5 separate regions of the Sus scrofa genome follow, and all the other regions are linked to region 2. The links are chromatin contacts, called in public HiChIP or PLAC-seq and promoter capture Hi-C maps. All regions are on one chromosome and are shown on one strand. The core of a region is the stretch at or near the end of the contact, and the rest is flanking DNA. Distances in the headings are between cores, read along the strand shown. Region 1 has its middle 18 kb from the start of POLM. Region 2 holds the start of NUDCD3 (nudC domain-containing protein 3). Region 3 holds the start of MYL7 (myosin regulatory light chain 2, atrial isoform). Region 4 holds the start of CCM2 (cerebral cavernous malformations 2 protein). Region 5 holds the start of POLM (DNA-directed DNA/RNA polymerase mu).

The links. Promoter capture Hi-C pulls out the DNA fragments that hold promoters and counts their contacts. HiChIP or PLAC-seq counts read pairs in DNA pulled down with a chosen protein or histone mark.
Region 1: a contact with region 2 is called in a promoter capture Hi-C map of fetal skeletal muscle, with 4 times the contacts expected there. The contact joins the enhancer-like site here to the promoter of NUDCD3 in region 2. A contact is called at or near these places in 3 of 5 promoter capture datasets (fetal liver, fetal skeletal muscle and liver), 6 of 47 Hi-C or Micro-C datasets (alveolar macrophages, fetal skeletal muscle, mesenteric adipose tissue and 3 more) and 2 of 2 datasets of contacts at active chromatin or transcription factors (alveolar macrophages and skeletal muscle).
Region 3: an H3K27ac HiChIP or PLAC-seq map of alveolar macrophages shows a contact between it and region 2. The contact joins the promoter of MYL7 here to the promoter of NUDCD3 in region 2. A contact is called at or near these places in 1 of 5 promoter capture datasets (liver), 2 of 47 Hi-C or Micro-C datasets (embryonic fibroblasts and liver) and 1 of 2 datasets of contacts at active chromatin or transcription factors (alveolar macrophages).
Region 4: a contact with region 2 is called in a promoter capture Hi-C map of fetal skeletal muscle, with 5 times the contacts expected there. The contact joins the promoter of CCM2 here to the promoter of NUDCD3 in region 2. A contact is called at or near these places in 3 of 5 promoter capture datasets (fetal liver, fetal skeletal muscle and liver) and 1 of 47 Hi-C or Micro-C datasets (liver).
Region 5: a contact with region 2 is called in an H3K27ac HiChIP or PLAC-seq map of alveolar macrophages. The contact joins the promoter of POLM here to the promoter of NUDCD3 in region 2. A contact is called at or near these places in 1 of 5 promoter capture datasets (liver), 5 of 47 Hi-C or Micro-C datasets (fetal skeletal muscle, heart right ventricle, mesenteric adipose tissue and 2 more) and 1 of 2 datasets of contacts at active chromatin or transcription factors (alveolar macrophages).

The regions. Positions count from the first base shown.
Region 1 is chr18:51,094,215-51,096,914 of Sscrofa11.1, forward strand. It overlaps the pseudogene LOC110257529. Among named protein-coding and RNA genes, the nearest start is that of POLM, 18 kb to the left of the region's middle. Within about 2 kb of position 1,302, at least 32 of the 83 cell types and tissues checked have an H3K27ac peak or open chromatin away from gene starts, as enhancers often do. A contact at or near this core is called in fetal liver, fetal skeletal muscle, mesenteric adipose tissue and 3 more, where this site is marked.
Region 2 is chr18:50,757,694-50,760,393 of Sscrofa11.1, forward strand. NUDCD3 (nudC domain-containing protein 3) reads left to right here and starts at 1,376. Exons shown (of 6, transcript XM_003134880.6): 1 at 1,376-1,770. The coding sequence starts at 1,579.
Region 3 is chr18:51,025,145-51,027,844 of Sscrofa11.1, forward strand. MYL7 (myosin regulatory light chain 2, atrial isoform) reads left to right here and starts at 1,292. Exons shown (of 7, transcript XM_003134885.4): 1 at 1,292-1,396; 2 at 1,635-1,748; 3 at 1,942-2,017; 4 at 2,341-2,445. The coding sequence starts at 1,394.
Region 4 is chr18:50,449,169-50,451,868 of Sscrofa11.1, forward strand. CCM2 (cerebral cavernous malformations 2 protein) reads right to left here and starts at 1,274. Exons shown (of 10, transcript XM_021079071.1): 1 at 822-1,274. The coding sequence starts at 851. It overlaps LOC100739791 (a long non-coding RNA gene), which reads left to right and starts at 1,344. Exons shown (of 6, transcript XR_002340445.1): 1 at 1,344-1,358.
Region 5 is chr18:51,076,535-51,079,234 of Sscrofa11.1, forward strand. POLM (DNA-directed DNA/RNA polymerase mu) reads left to right here and starts at 1,311. Exons shown (of 11, transcript XR_309140.3): 1 at 1,311-2,700.

The sequences.
Region 1 (2,700 bases), core at 52-2,551, 340 kb after region 2:
AAGGGTCTTGCTTCCGCCTCCTCATACACATAGAGTTAAAAGCTGTCTGGGTAGAATTAACACCTGAAGGAAGACCAGAATTTTCTTTAAAAATCTGAAATCGGTTATAATAATCATGGGCACATTCATTAAGTTTTTGTGTGGAAACCTGTATTTTGTTCCAATCAACAGGCTTTGGAAAAGCTGTAGGAATTGCCCCATGAAGTTGCCTAGCAGTTGCCTGAGCCTGATCCTATATTAAGTTAACAGGCTGGAGGCCTTTCAGGATTTCCCCAGTTAGTGGTTTTCATCCAGTGCTGGCCTGGCCTTCACCATCAAGCATAGGAACTAGCTGATAGAAGTCAGACAAACCAGTTTCTGAGTTTGAATGACTGTATTAAATTCCTCAGCACATCTGTGAGGATCTTTGGTTACTTTGGAAAAATCTTTGTCTGTGGCTCACAGTTCAGCTTTCATCCAGGGGATATACAAAATTAAGGTTTTAGTTTCTTTAGGATCCTCAGAAGGCTTAAATTTAAAGAGACAGGCTCTGATAGGTTCAGAGGAAAAGTGGGGAGAGTTTGAGAGAAAAAAGGAAATTCAGAGAGAGGATTAGTGTAGGGGAACTGGGGGCTCTAGAGCAGGTGTAGGTGGGGTGGGGTAGAAGAGGGAGATGGCCCAGAGGTGGGCATCAGCACGTGGGGCTCAGGGAAAGACAGGATGGTGTGGGAGGCGAACCGGAGACAAGCTGAGGAGGAAGAGCCTGAGGCTCTGGGAACCACATCATCTTTTAAGTCATTTGTTTGCCCCAGTCTCCAAGTCTTATTTTGCATAAAATCAATTTTAGGCTGCTGATCATGTTTGGAAGCCTCAAGCTACCAATCCAAATAGGCATTCCATTCAGTTAGGGAAATTTTAGGGCTCTGGTTGTCCACTTTGGTCTTAAGAAAAATAGGTTTGAACAGTTAAAAAATTCCCCATCATGGCCATTGACATGCTAAATTGCCTTTGGTTAGGCTGGTCCATTTGGTTAGAAATTCTCAGAAGGAATGACTGCAGTTTTTCAACATAATATCGGCCAGAGTCCCTGTGGTGGGGAGGTGCCCTCAAAATATTTAGGTAACTGGGATCTCATTTCTCAGAGGTCTTTCTCTAAGAGAATTTTTAAAAAGCCTAAACAGCTCAAGCAGCTTACAGCTTAAACAGCTTATAGCTCAAACAGTTCAAATATCTCAAACAGCCTGCTGGCCTAACACCAGCCAGTTCTAAAGGAACAGGTTGGTCCTAGCAGAGCCAGCAGATGGCATCTCAGCAGTGTTCCCATAGAACAACCCCTATTCCAAAGGAATGGCCTGAAGGCTGAACTGGCACAGTTCCAATGAAATATAGCCTCTGTTCCCAAAGGAATGGGCTGAAGGCTAGCCGGCTCCAATTGGAGCAGTCTGATTTCAAAATGAGACTGAAATTCCAAATGAGTACTCAAGTACAGAACAGGGCCTTAACCAGAAAGGATAAAAAATAGATCCCAGCTAAAGCTTGGGAGATGCCAGCTAAAGCTTGGAGAGATTCAAAATGCAGAGGGTGGAGGCTCAGACCCAGGAGAAAGAAATACTTTTGAATTCCAGGATCAATGAGGAAATCAGTGAGCAGCAGTGGCCTTTCATGCGCACTGCACCTGTTCACTTACCAGCCTGTTGGGGGTCTCCTCTGGATCCCTGTGCAAGTCACCAAAGTGTTGGAATAAAAAAACTGCCAGTTATTTCTTCCACAAAAATGGGTTTATTTGAGATCAGCAGAGAACTGCAATTCACAGTCTGCCATCATGGCGAGCCACATGCAAGTCCCCACGTGGCAAGGGAAGCAGGGGGCAGGGGGACCGTAGGACACAGAGTCCACGTTTTTTTCATTGGCTGAGTTGTTGCCAGGATAGAGAATGTTTCTTCTTCCTGTTGGGCTCTGCTGTGGCTGCAGGGCATAAGAGCTCCCCCTTCTGGTCTCCCCACTCTTAATTGAGTGTTTTGTTTATTAACTTTTTACAGAGCTCTCCTAGCTCTGTGGTCCTGGGCCAGAGGTCTCTGGCTCCTCTCCTGTGAGTAAGAACTGAATGGAGCTTTGTTTCTGGGCTTGTTACTGAGCCTGGGTAGATGGCAAGGGCTTTGCACAATATGTCCAATTCGACTTCTAGCCCTGGGGTCTCTGAGCTCAGAGGTGGAGTCTGGGTCTTGCCTGCTAGGAGTCTTTGCGGGGGCACTAAAGGGTGTTCCAGGGGCATCTGGAGCCAGAGGTAGCCGAGGAGTAGGGAGGTGGGAGAAAGAGGACCTCCAGTGCTGACCTACCACCTCCTGCTGGGTTAGGCCCACATCTCCCAACCAGACTGCCTGTCTCTGCCTTTTTGCCTTTAAGTCTGGTTTCAAAAGTCTGAAAAGCAGGTCACATGGTATCTGTCACTCCTGGCTCAAAGCCATCCAGCAGTTCCCCACACCTCAGTAAAGCCAAAGTCCTCACCATGGCCCCCAGGGCCCTAGCATTTCTGTTTTCACCCATGCCCCCACTGGCCTTAGCTCCTACACTGCCCACCCTGAACCCCGCCCCAAACCCTACTGCCCTGTGATAAGCCGGGTGCATACCTTCGTCACTGCTCTCCCACTTGAACTGTCCCAGATACCCTCACCCTCCTCCTGAGTGGGGCTGGCTGCATGGTATCCTCTGCTCCTCAAATCT
Region 2 (2,700 bases), core at 126-2,625:
ATTTCTAACATGGTAACTACTGATAAGCATAGTCCACTCCACATAATATACTGAAGATTATTTATTTTGCCTTTTAGGGCTGCACTGAGACATATGGAAGTTCCAAGGCTAGGGGTCGAATTGGAGCTGCAGCTGCTGACCTACACCACAGCCACAGCAATGCAGGATCCGAGCGGCATCTGTGACCTATACCACAGCTCATGGCAACACCGGATCCCTGACCCACTGAGCGAGGCCAGGGATTGATGGATACTAGTTGGATTCGTTTCCACTGCATAAACAGGCCATAAAAGGAACTCCCTGAAGACTCTTTAGAGTCTTCAATAATTTTTTTTTTTTTTTTTTTTTTTTTTTTTTTTTTTTTTTGGCTGCTTTCAGCATGTGGAAGTTCCTGGGTCAGGGATCAAACCCTTGACACAGCAGCAACTCCAGCGACAACTCAGGATCCTTAACCCGCTGCACCACAAAGGAAACTCCTTCAACAAATTTTAAGAGTGTAAATGGGTCCTATGTTCGAAAAGTTTCAGAACCACTGCTCTAGGACAATTTATCCGAGCTTGACTATTTACAATTCATTAGAGCCCATACACTATGAAGATATGTGTTAACTTGCAGATTTCAGGCCAGCAGAGATGCAAGTCATCTCTATCCACTAGAAAAGATAATCCACATCATTTTGTAGGACACCAGCCAGCTTTGTATCCAACCTGGCAATCTTACTGTTTTTTTCAAAATGTTTATAAATACCCAGTTTCTCCAAAAGCTTCTCCAAACACTGGTTACTCAGTTAAACTGTATAAATTTTTGACATGTGTTCATTATGTATTTGTCCGAGGGTTATGTTTTCTGTTTTAAGATTATGCTTTGACACACACCTAGGATACATATACATGCTGTGCGTACGTATACTATGCATACACAGGGACATACCACACACACATGTACATATAGGTGTATTTCACAGGAGGGCACACCAGATGATTCTGCACCTTGCTCTTTCCATTTAATATGCGCGAATGCACTCACTTTACATTCTTTTGATTTAGGCACATCACAACGCATTTCACCCACGGCTCTGTCATTAACAGGGCACATACCACCCGCACGCTGGCATTTTCCTCTTCTGACGCGCCAGCAAAAGGCTCTCGGCTCGTGTGGTCCCGCCCGTAACCTGGGGCTCGGGACACCCAGTCGGGAACGGGCCCGCAGACCAGGTGACAATGCCGAGGATCAGGTGACACTGCCCACACTACACCTCTTCCGCCCGTTGCCAACATGGCCGCTAGGCGCCCGCAGCTCGGCCGCCCCAGGCTCTCCTGCGCTTCGCGGCGCACAGCGGCCCCTCGGCGACAGCCCCAGGCCGCCACGGCGCCCTGGGGGCGGGGCCTGCGGCAAGTCCCTCCGGCGCAGCCGGGCTCAGCCCCACGGGCGGGGGGGCGGGGGGCGAACCAGCGCGGACCGGAAGTTTCACGGGCGCGCTGGCAGCCGGAGCCGTTACCGCAGGGCACCGGAAGTGGCCGTAGGCCGGCGTCCGGGCCGCGCCCGCAGTGAGTGAGCGTCCCTCCGGCCGGCGACGCCATGGAGCCCGGGGCGGCCGAGCTATACGACCAGGCCCTGCTGGGCATCCTGCAGCACGTGGGCAACGTCCAGGACTTTCTGCGCGTGCTCTTCGGCTTCCTTTATCGCAAGACGGACTTCTATCGCCTGCTGCGCCACCCGTCGGACCGCATGGGCTTCCCGCCGGGGGCCGCGCAGGCGCTGGTGCTGCAGGTAACGCGCGGCGGGCAGGCGGCTCCGGGTGGGGTTGGGGGAGCCGTGGCAGCCCGCCCCCGCCGCCCGCCAGCCCGTCCCCCCCTCCCGCCAGCCGAGTCCCCGTGGCTCTTGAACCCCGCGGGAGCCGAAGAGCCCCGCGAGCCGCCGCTCTCTGCGCTCCCGGCCTCCGTTCATCCTCTGGCGCTCGGACCCGCCTCCTTGGGCCGCGGCTTCACCCGGGAGGCGGATGGAATATCAGATTACTCCTGCGGGAGAGGGGCTAGCGCTCGAGTAGCCTGGTCTGACACTGGGTGCACTTGGGCATCAGAAGCAGTAGATGCTCAGGGTCCCGGTGTCTCCTGCAGCGCGTAATCTTTCGATGTGCCAGGGCCTGCCAGTTAGGAAATAAAAACAGTGCAGGCTGGACGCGGGAAGGCGGCGGTAGCACAGAGACCTGCACACCCTACCATGGAAGAGTAGAGGTGGAGCGGAGACTGTGGTTATTGATGGGTGTTGTCCGCTTGTTTGGAATGTGATTTCTCAGGTCAAAGACAGTCATGGTAGTAGTTAATAAGTTTACGTTTGAGTATATCCCAGGTTAAATCGATCGTATGTTCGAGGGGCTGGTAATACTTGTTCCCTGAAGTTGACTGGGTACGCGAATGTAATAAACAAGAATTTATGTGCGGATTGTATTTATACTCTCAGCTGCCACAGGCGTTGGTGGTGCACTGGTAATGTGGTTGGTTAAATACTCGTCTTTCTCCTTGGGCTACTGATGCTATAGTTAATGAGATAAAACACAAGTGACCAAGAACTATGCAAGGCCAGTTATGTGACAGAGTCCATGAGAAGGGAAGGAGCAGAAATGACGGTTTGAAAATGAAAAATTTAGTAGGGGAGGCGGGACTTTGATGGGATTGAAAGCAGCTGCTCAGGCAAGCATTG
Region 3 (2,700 bases), core at 42-2,541, 270 kb after region 2:
TCTAGGGGCCTTCCTGATGCTCCTGAATGAAATGCCTATTTTGAGCGGGCCAGCCCAGGGTCTAAGACCACCTTACACAAAACCCCAGTCGCGTATGAACACATATTTGCAAGATTTTAAGGTACACTCACTTTTCAGCGAGAGGAACCACCCAGCAAACCTGGAATGACCGCGTCGTTTTATTTAGAACTTCAGCCAAAGTTGTGATTTTGAATCACTTCCGTTGTTTTCCGGTTTGCCTCATGTGGAAACACTTGCCATCTTTTTAGTTCTCTCGAGTCTAAATTACGCATCTGAAGTTTGTGCAAGCGTCTGATGACTTCATTAGCAGTACGCGTGTTCCAGCGCTCACAGTGCTGCAGCTCATTTCGCCATCAGTTATGTCCCGGCCAGCCTGTAGGTTACGGTTCAGGGCATTGTGTTGATTTTTTAAAATTCTCTGTGGAGATGGGGTATATAGCTGATGAATTTTATTTCAGGAGAGTAAAAGAGGCATTGTGAAATACTTACCTATTATACAAAAGGGACATTAGGACTGACTGATGAGAGCTCTGCTGGCCTTCCTGCCTTCCTTACCCCCAGGGCCAGAGGGGCAGCAGTGGGCCCTCTCCTAGTCTGGGCTCAGGGGGCAGCCAGTGGCCTGCTCCTTCTGCTCTGGATGGTCCCCAGCCTCCCAGCCCTTCTCTGCCCTGGGCTGGTAAGGAGCTGCCAGCTGCTGCTCCGGCACAGCGGACGGAGCCCGGGCCCCACGCTCCGTGGGTGAGTCCCCCAAGAAGGGCTCATAACCCACTTTCATGGGGTCCGAAGGGATGTTTGGGGTCCAGGCAGCGCTCCGTGCTCCGAAAGCATCACACGGAAGTTCTGTTTGGGGTCTCAGCCAGCTCAGGGTGGCTGCCCCTTGGTCAGAGGGGCCAGCGGCCAGGGCCAAGCGTCTTGAGCCAAACCTCTGGGAGTCCCTGGGGGGTGGGGGTCTCAGGTCAGAAAGCATCCTCAGAACCACCCACTGCCCTACCCTGGGCCCTCCCCCGCTGTCCTCTTGGCCTGGGCAGGTGCTGGACTGAAATCACAGGGAGGACAGCCGATGGGGGTCACGGGGGACCCCTCATTCAGCACCCGAGTTGTGAGAGTTGTGAGCCTTCTCTCTCTCGGGAGGCACTGCATCCAGTGCTGCTGGGATGGGTGGACACCCGGATGTCACACGTCGGGGCCTGAAAGTCGCCAGGAACGTGGCTGGAATCTGCTCGGGGGCCCTGTCCTCCCCCAGCCCAAGCCGAGGCTGCCAAGTTTGGGCCTGTCCTCTCCTCCTGTCCTTATTTGGTGCTTCAGGTGATAAGGCTGAAACATAAAGGGGGCTGTGGGCCCCTTGCAGCAACCCGGCTGCTGCAGAGAGAAGATGGTGAGTGCCAGGTGGGGGGGGGGTCTCAAGGCCAGTGGCCTCCCAGGTGCTGTCCTGGGGGCTGGGGGTGCAGTGTGCCAGGGGCTCCTGTGCCTGTGGTGGGCCCAGAGAGGTGGTCTCTAGGGACAGAAAGAGGACCTTGACCCCGGCTCTCCTGGGACACTCTGGGGATCTATCTCCCTGGCAGGGAGTCTTTGGGGAGCTGGGAAAAAACCCCTCCCCATCCACGGTATTGCAGGCCAGCAGAAAGGCGGGGACCCGGAGCAAGGCCGCGGCCACCAAGCAGGCCCAGCGAGGCTCTTCCAATGTCTTTTCCATGTTCGAGCAAGCCCAGATCCAAGAGTTCAAGGAAGTGAGTCCCCCCACCCCCCCAACAGCCTGGGACCTGTCCTGGGCTACCTGCCCCACCTACACTCCCTGTCCTCTGTGGGTCAGTGGTCCTGGCCCCTGTCCTTGCTCTGCTCACCATGCGGGTCTCCCCCACCTCTCACCTCCCCTGGGGTGGGGGCTGCTCCCACCTGGAGACTGAGGCCCCCACCTCACAGGCCTTCAGCTGCATCGACCAGAACCGTGATGGCATCATCTGCAAGTCAGACCTTCGAGAGACCTACTCCCAGCTGGGTAAGTGCACCCCTCTCCCACCGGCCCTGCGCGGCTCAGGCCAGGACCCAGTGCTGCAGGGCTGTGGCGGGGAGCCTGATGAGAGGGCCAGCCTCCTGTCGATCACTGCCCCTGCCCGTCCTCCCCTTCCTGCTCACAGCTCCCTCTTCCTCTCACACCCCTCCCCCATCACACCTTCCTCCCCCTCCCCCACCAGAGCTGCCTCTCACCTGCTCCCAGTCTGGGGAGGGGGGGGAAGGAGGGTGGAAGGGGACGGAGGCTGGGCCCTACTCAGGGACACTCAAGCTTCCTGTGTCCATCTCCCTCCCCGCCCGCACCCCCAGGGAAGGTGAATGTTCCAGAAGAGGAGCTGGATGCCATGCTGCAGGAAGGGAAGGGGCCCATCAACTTCACCGTCTTCCTCACGTTGTTCGGGGAGAAGCTCAACGGTGAGCCTGGGGCAGGTCTGGCCCCCCTGGCTGGGCAGCGAGCTCGAAGCCCACCTGGACCTGTCCTGACTTCCACCCAGACCCCATCCAGACCCCACCTGGCCCTTGCTGCCCCAGAGGGGGTGGGGCCCACCCCGGGTGGGGCCCACCCCTGCATTCCAGACCCCTGGGCACTGGTCACCCCAAGTCTCGAGGTTGGGAAATATGCCTTCAGCCTCCATTCCCAAGTCCCCAGCCCCGGTCTCCCAGCCAGGC
Region 4 (2,700 bases), core at 24-2,523, 310 kb before region 2:
CTCTGCGGGCCTACCGTGAGTGAGCCTGCTGTACCATGAAACACGGTTTTTGCTTTTACTTGATACCCCAAAATTGAAGTCAACTCAGCAGCAAATGTTTCTCCATTACCGTACACCCCATTTTCTCAAAGATACTAACCCTGGAAAACTTTCTGGCCCATAACCAGGGCCAGCTCCTCTGCAGCCCCTGGTCACTGACCCGCGGGGAAGGCCATGTGGACAGCCTGGGTTTGGGGCAGAGTTACTGACCGGAAGGGGCGGAAAGGCGTGGCTCCTTCCTCCCCCGCGCTCCCGGCCGGCAAAGGACCACCTAACCCCATTGTCCAGGGGCTCGCCTCGTACTCCATCGCGCAGAGACCGACTCCCACGACCCTGTCCGGGACTGACCGTGGACTGTCCACCGGGGGGCCCTGGCCTGCCCGCCACGCTCACCCCAACCGCGGGTGCCTCCGGGCCTCTCCACGCCGGACTTCCAACCTGGGGCCTCTCCACGCCGGACTCCCGCCCGGGACCTCCCTGTGCCTGGCCTCCCCACGCCGGAGTCCACACGCCAGACTCCCGTCCCGGACCTCCCCACGCCTCGCCTCCCCACACTGAACCTCCCAAATCAAAACTCCCCTCCACGGACCTCCCGAAACCAGACTTTCCCACGCCCCGCACCGGCAGACCGACAGGCGGCCCCGAGCGACCCTCCCGCGTCCCCCTCACTCCCCCCCTAGTCCCAGCCCCAGACCCTCCGCCTTCCGCCAGCCTCCTGCCTTGGTCGGGGGTCCAGCCCACCCCGCGCCCGGCCCTCGGGAGGACGCGCCCCGCAGCCTCACCTTCTTGCCCTTCTTGCTCTCTTCCTCCATGTCGCCGCGAGCGGCCCCCGCGGCCCGGCCCGCCCCGGGAGCCCCGCGCCGCCCGCGGCCGCTACATGCTCGCCCCGGCCCCGCGGCCGCCGCCGCTCCTGCGCCGCTAGCCTGGCCGCAGTCTCCTCCCGCGGCCGCCAGGGGCCGTCCGCGCCCTGCACCCCGCACCCCGCACTTCCGGACCGAGGGCGCAGCCCCGCCCCCGCGACCACGCCCCGCCCCGCGCGCGCACGCCCCCTCGGCCCACACGCTCCGCCCCCAGCCCTTCCAGGCGGCCGAGAACGCGCCTGCCCTGCCCGCCCCTTTCAGGGCCGCGGGAGCGCGCCTGTCGCGCCCCTGTCCCACCCCACGCCCTTCAGGGAGGGCCTGCAGCCCGCGCCCACAAGCCCGGCGCCTCAGGGCCGCACGAGCGGCTCCAGCGTTTCAATTCTGCCGCCATCTTTTGGGCAGCCAACTTCCCAGCCTGCCTCACGCTCAAGCAGATTAGGCTCAGGCCGCCAAGAAACGGTGGGCGGGGCCGGCGGGAGGGGCGGGGCCTGTGGGAAGGTGAGGACGGGAAGTGGGGGTGTGGGGGCTCTGGGAGGGGCTGGCGAGAGGGGGCGCGGTCATCGGAGGCGGGGCTGCGGACCGGAGTGGTTGGCGGGAGTGGGAGGGCGGGGCCTGCAGGAAGGTGAAGGCGGGAAGACCTGGGCGGGGCTGCTCGAGGAGCGGGGCCTCGGGGAAGGGGCACAGGACCACTCCCTTTCCTTTCTCCCTTTGCCCTTCTTTCGTGTGGGTGCAGTGAAACTTTTTGCTAAGACTTCCTGTGTTTCAGCGTCAGCCTTCCTTAGACAAACACGTTGGGAAAGTTTAAATGCAACAGCGAGTACGTCCGGACCCTACCAGAATAAAATGTAGAACGGGAGTTCCCTTCGTGGCTCAGTGGTTAACGAGTCCCACTAGGAACCATGCGGTTGAGGGTTCGATCCCTGCCCTCGCTCAGTGGGTTGGGGATCCAGCGTTGCCCTGAGCTGTGGTGTAGGTTGCAGACGTGGCTCGGATCCCGTGTTGCTGGGGCTGTGGTGCAGGCTGGCGGCTACAGCTCCGATTAGATCCCTCACCTGGGAACCTCCGTATGCTGCGGATGCGGCCCTAGAAAAGACAAAATGAATAAATAAATAAAACCTAGAACCTTTTTTTTTTTTTTAATGGCACATAGAGGTTCCCAGGCTAGGGGTCGAAATGGAGCTACAACTGCCGGCCTACACCACAGCCACAGCCACGCAGGATCTGAGCTGTGTCTGCGACCTACACCACAGCTCACAGCAACACGGGATCCTTAACCCACTGAGCGAGGCCGGAGATCAAACCTGCAACCTCATGGTTACTAGTCGCATTGGTTTCCTCTGCACCACAAAGGGAACTCCCACACACAGAACCTTAATAGTCACCTAGAAATAACAGCCACCTTTTACCGATGAGGTCCAGAGAGATGGTTTGCCCAAAACACACTGTGAAGTGGAGTCAGCAGCAGCAGGCCCACTGTTTTGCCACCAAACAGCTGCCAGTAAGAACCCTGCTGTTCAACTAAAATGTAAACTGATACCAAACAAAACAATATTTGTCTCGACTGGTTAACTTTTTAGAGTGTTAGATCCTGTGCCAGGGGTCAATGGTCTCTCTCTCGGCTCCCATCGTGGGATGGAGCTGGGCCCTTTGAGCTGTCCTCCCTTGCCAGGCGGCCCAGTGTGAAGCTTTGCGGGTAGAAACTGCAGGGAGGCAGTGCAGGAGGAAGGAGCTTTACTGCCTGGTTCCAGTGAGCTTTCTGAAAAAGCACCTGCAGAAAGAGGCCTCTAAAGCACCCACCTTC
Region 5 (2,700 bases), core at 61-2,560, 320 kb after region 2:
GCTCATACATCTGGGTACAGCTAATCCAAACACAGCCTGAGAGAGCCACAGTGCGGAGCAGGGGGGCGGACTGCCACCCGCAGGGCAGCCGAAGGGGCCCAGCCAGGAGGTCACCTCTGCACAGCCTCTGATTCTTGCTTGTTTTTTAGGGCCGCACCTGTGGCATATGGAAGTTCCCAGGCTATGCGTCGAATAGGAGCTGCAGCTGCCGGCCTACACCACAGCCACAGCCGTGCAGGGTCCAAGCTGCATCTGCGAACTACACTGCAGTCCTTAAGCCACTGAGCAAGGCCAGGGTTCAAACCCATGTCTTCATGGATACTAGTCAGGTTCCTTATTGCTGAGCCGCAGTGAGAACTCCCTACAGCCTCTGATTTTTGTGGAGGCGGGGGTTGGCTTCAGTGTGGGCAGCGGGAGGCTGGGGACTTAGACATCTGGGAACCCCAAGCCAGGTTTATTGGAAATAGAGGGCTGAGGTCTCGCTTCCCAGCTGGCCGGGCAGTGACCTGGTGGTCCAGGGAGGGGAGGGGAGGAGCATGCCTACCATCAGTGCCGTGGCCTTGCCCACTGGTGCCCAGGCCTCCACTCAGTGGGCACTGAGGATCTCCCTCCTCCCTCAAAGACCTCCCTGGGCCTGTGGAAAGCCCTGTTTTCCTCTGTTCTGCAGTCTCTCAAGACCACACGGGTTTGATCTGGATTCCGGCAACCCGAAGAAGCACCGAGGCACTGTAGGTAGGTCAGACATCCTTTTATTGGCTTCGAGAGCCGTGGTGAAGTCCCTGCCACCTTTTTTACTGGTACAGAACAAAGCCAGCAATTTGCTGAGGCGTTACTCAAGGGGCGGTGGTCATCGGGTTCTATGGCCCGTGCACACGCAGAGCTATGATTCTATACTAGCTGCTGTGGCACTTCCCCATCGGAACATGGTGGCAGGCAGAAAGGGCCTGCGTTATCCCATTCTCCCCACATCCTCATTTTTGCAAGTTGCCCAGTGTTTTAAGGATTCAGATGTGATGGGTCCTTCAGGTGTGATGGGTCTCTCCCCAGGAGAGAAACCAGGTGCCCCGGATGAAGAGGAACAGAAGTGGTGGCAGTCCCGTCGTGGCTCAGCAGAAGCAAATCCGACTCGTATCCATGAGGACACAGGTTCCATCCCTGGCCTTGCTCAGTGGGTTAAGGATCTGGCATTGCTGTGAGCTGTGGTGTAGGTCGAAGATGAGGCTCGGATCCCGAGTTGTCGCAGCTGTGGCATAGGCTGGCAGCTACAGCTCCGATTCAACCTCTAGCCTGGGAACCGCCATATGTCACAGGTGTGGCCCTTAAAAAAAAAAGAGGGACAGGAATGGCTTCAGGGGATAGACAGCAGCCCCCTGAGGAGAGGCAGAAGCCACAGACTGGGAACTCAGTTCCGAGAACCCCTTCCAGGGACCCTGGGCGCTCTTCCTTCTCCGATGGCAGGAGAAATGAGCACAGGAAGTGAGAGAGGTGCCACATCCAGGGCTCCTGGCTTTGAAGTGGTGTCCTGGGCCCAGGAGGGCCGGTTGGGAACTGATGCGGAGGCCCATCTGCCTCCCTCAGCCACCTGTCCACCGACAAGAGCAGGACCCCAGGGGAGAAGATTTGGGCAAGTGGTGGGACCAGGGGTGACATGGTCTAACAAGGTGATTGCAAAACCTAGAAAGAAACATGGGAACCCTCAGTATGGTCTAGATGTCAGCTTTCCCAACCTGATCTAGGGACTCAGCACAGTACCAGTTCTTGGAAAAGCAACTGCTGGTGAGGTTTTTGTTGTCATTTTGCTGGATACGGTGGTCAAATTGGCTTTCCAAAAGCCCCTCCTACAAACTGCCAATTCCCTCACACCTTTAAAAGGTGAGGTCAATTTTGTAAACACCCGGTAATGTGACAGGTGAAGATACTCTCATTTGAACTGGCCCTTCCCTAGGGATTGGACAGGTGGGGCAGTATTTCATCTGTGAAATGCCTACTGGTGTTCTTGCTCTTTGCCTTTCCCTCATTTATCTTAGGACAATTTCATAATTACAGGAATTGGATTTAAATTCAAAATGTGTTACGCTCTTCCCCCATTTGCCTTTTAATTTTAAAATACATTTTAAATTTGTGTGTAGTCAAGTGTATCGTCCTTCTCCTTTGGGTCTCCAGGTTTATTGTGATACTTAAGACTATAAAAACATTCACCGACGCCGCAGTACATTTGTTGTTTCGTTTTTAGAGTTGAATGTTTGATCCATCTGGATTTTATTTCAGTATTAGGCACTGAGGGAGGGAGCCAACTTCTACTTTTCCAAATGGCCGGCCAGTCGTCCCAACGCCATTCGACTGAAAAGACTTTAAAACCCTTCCCGGGGCTTGAAGCGGCCGCTCCCCCAGCTCACTCCAAGCTCGCGTGTCCGCCGGGGCCCGGGTTCAGGGACCCCGCGCCGCCAGGTTTCTGCGGCCCACCGGCCCAAGAGCCCTGGTGCAGCGCGACCCAGTCGGAGGGGGCGAACAGCAGGGCCTGGGGCCGATACGCCCCTCGGCTGAGAACGGATCCCTCTCCTACCCGCCCAAGATCGACCACCAAACCCCCGACACCGCCTTGCAATTTCCCCTGCTGCCCTCCGAGGACGAACCCCGACGCCCGCCTGGAGGTTTCCCCAACCTCTAGCCTCCTCCCTCCGGGCTCAGACCCTTTACTCT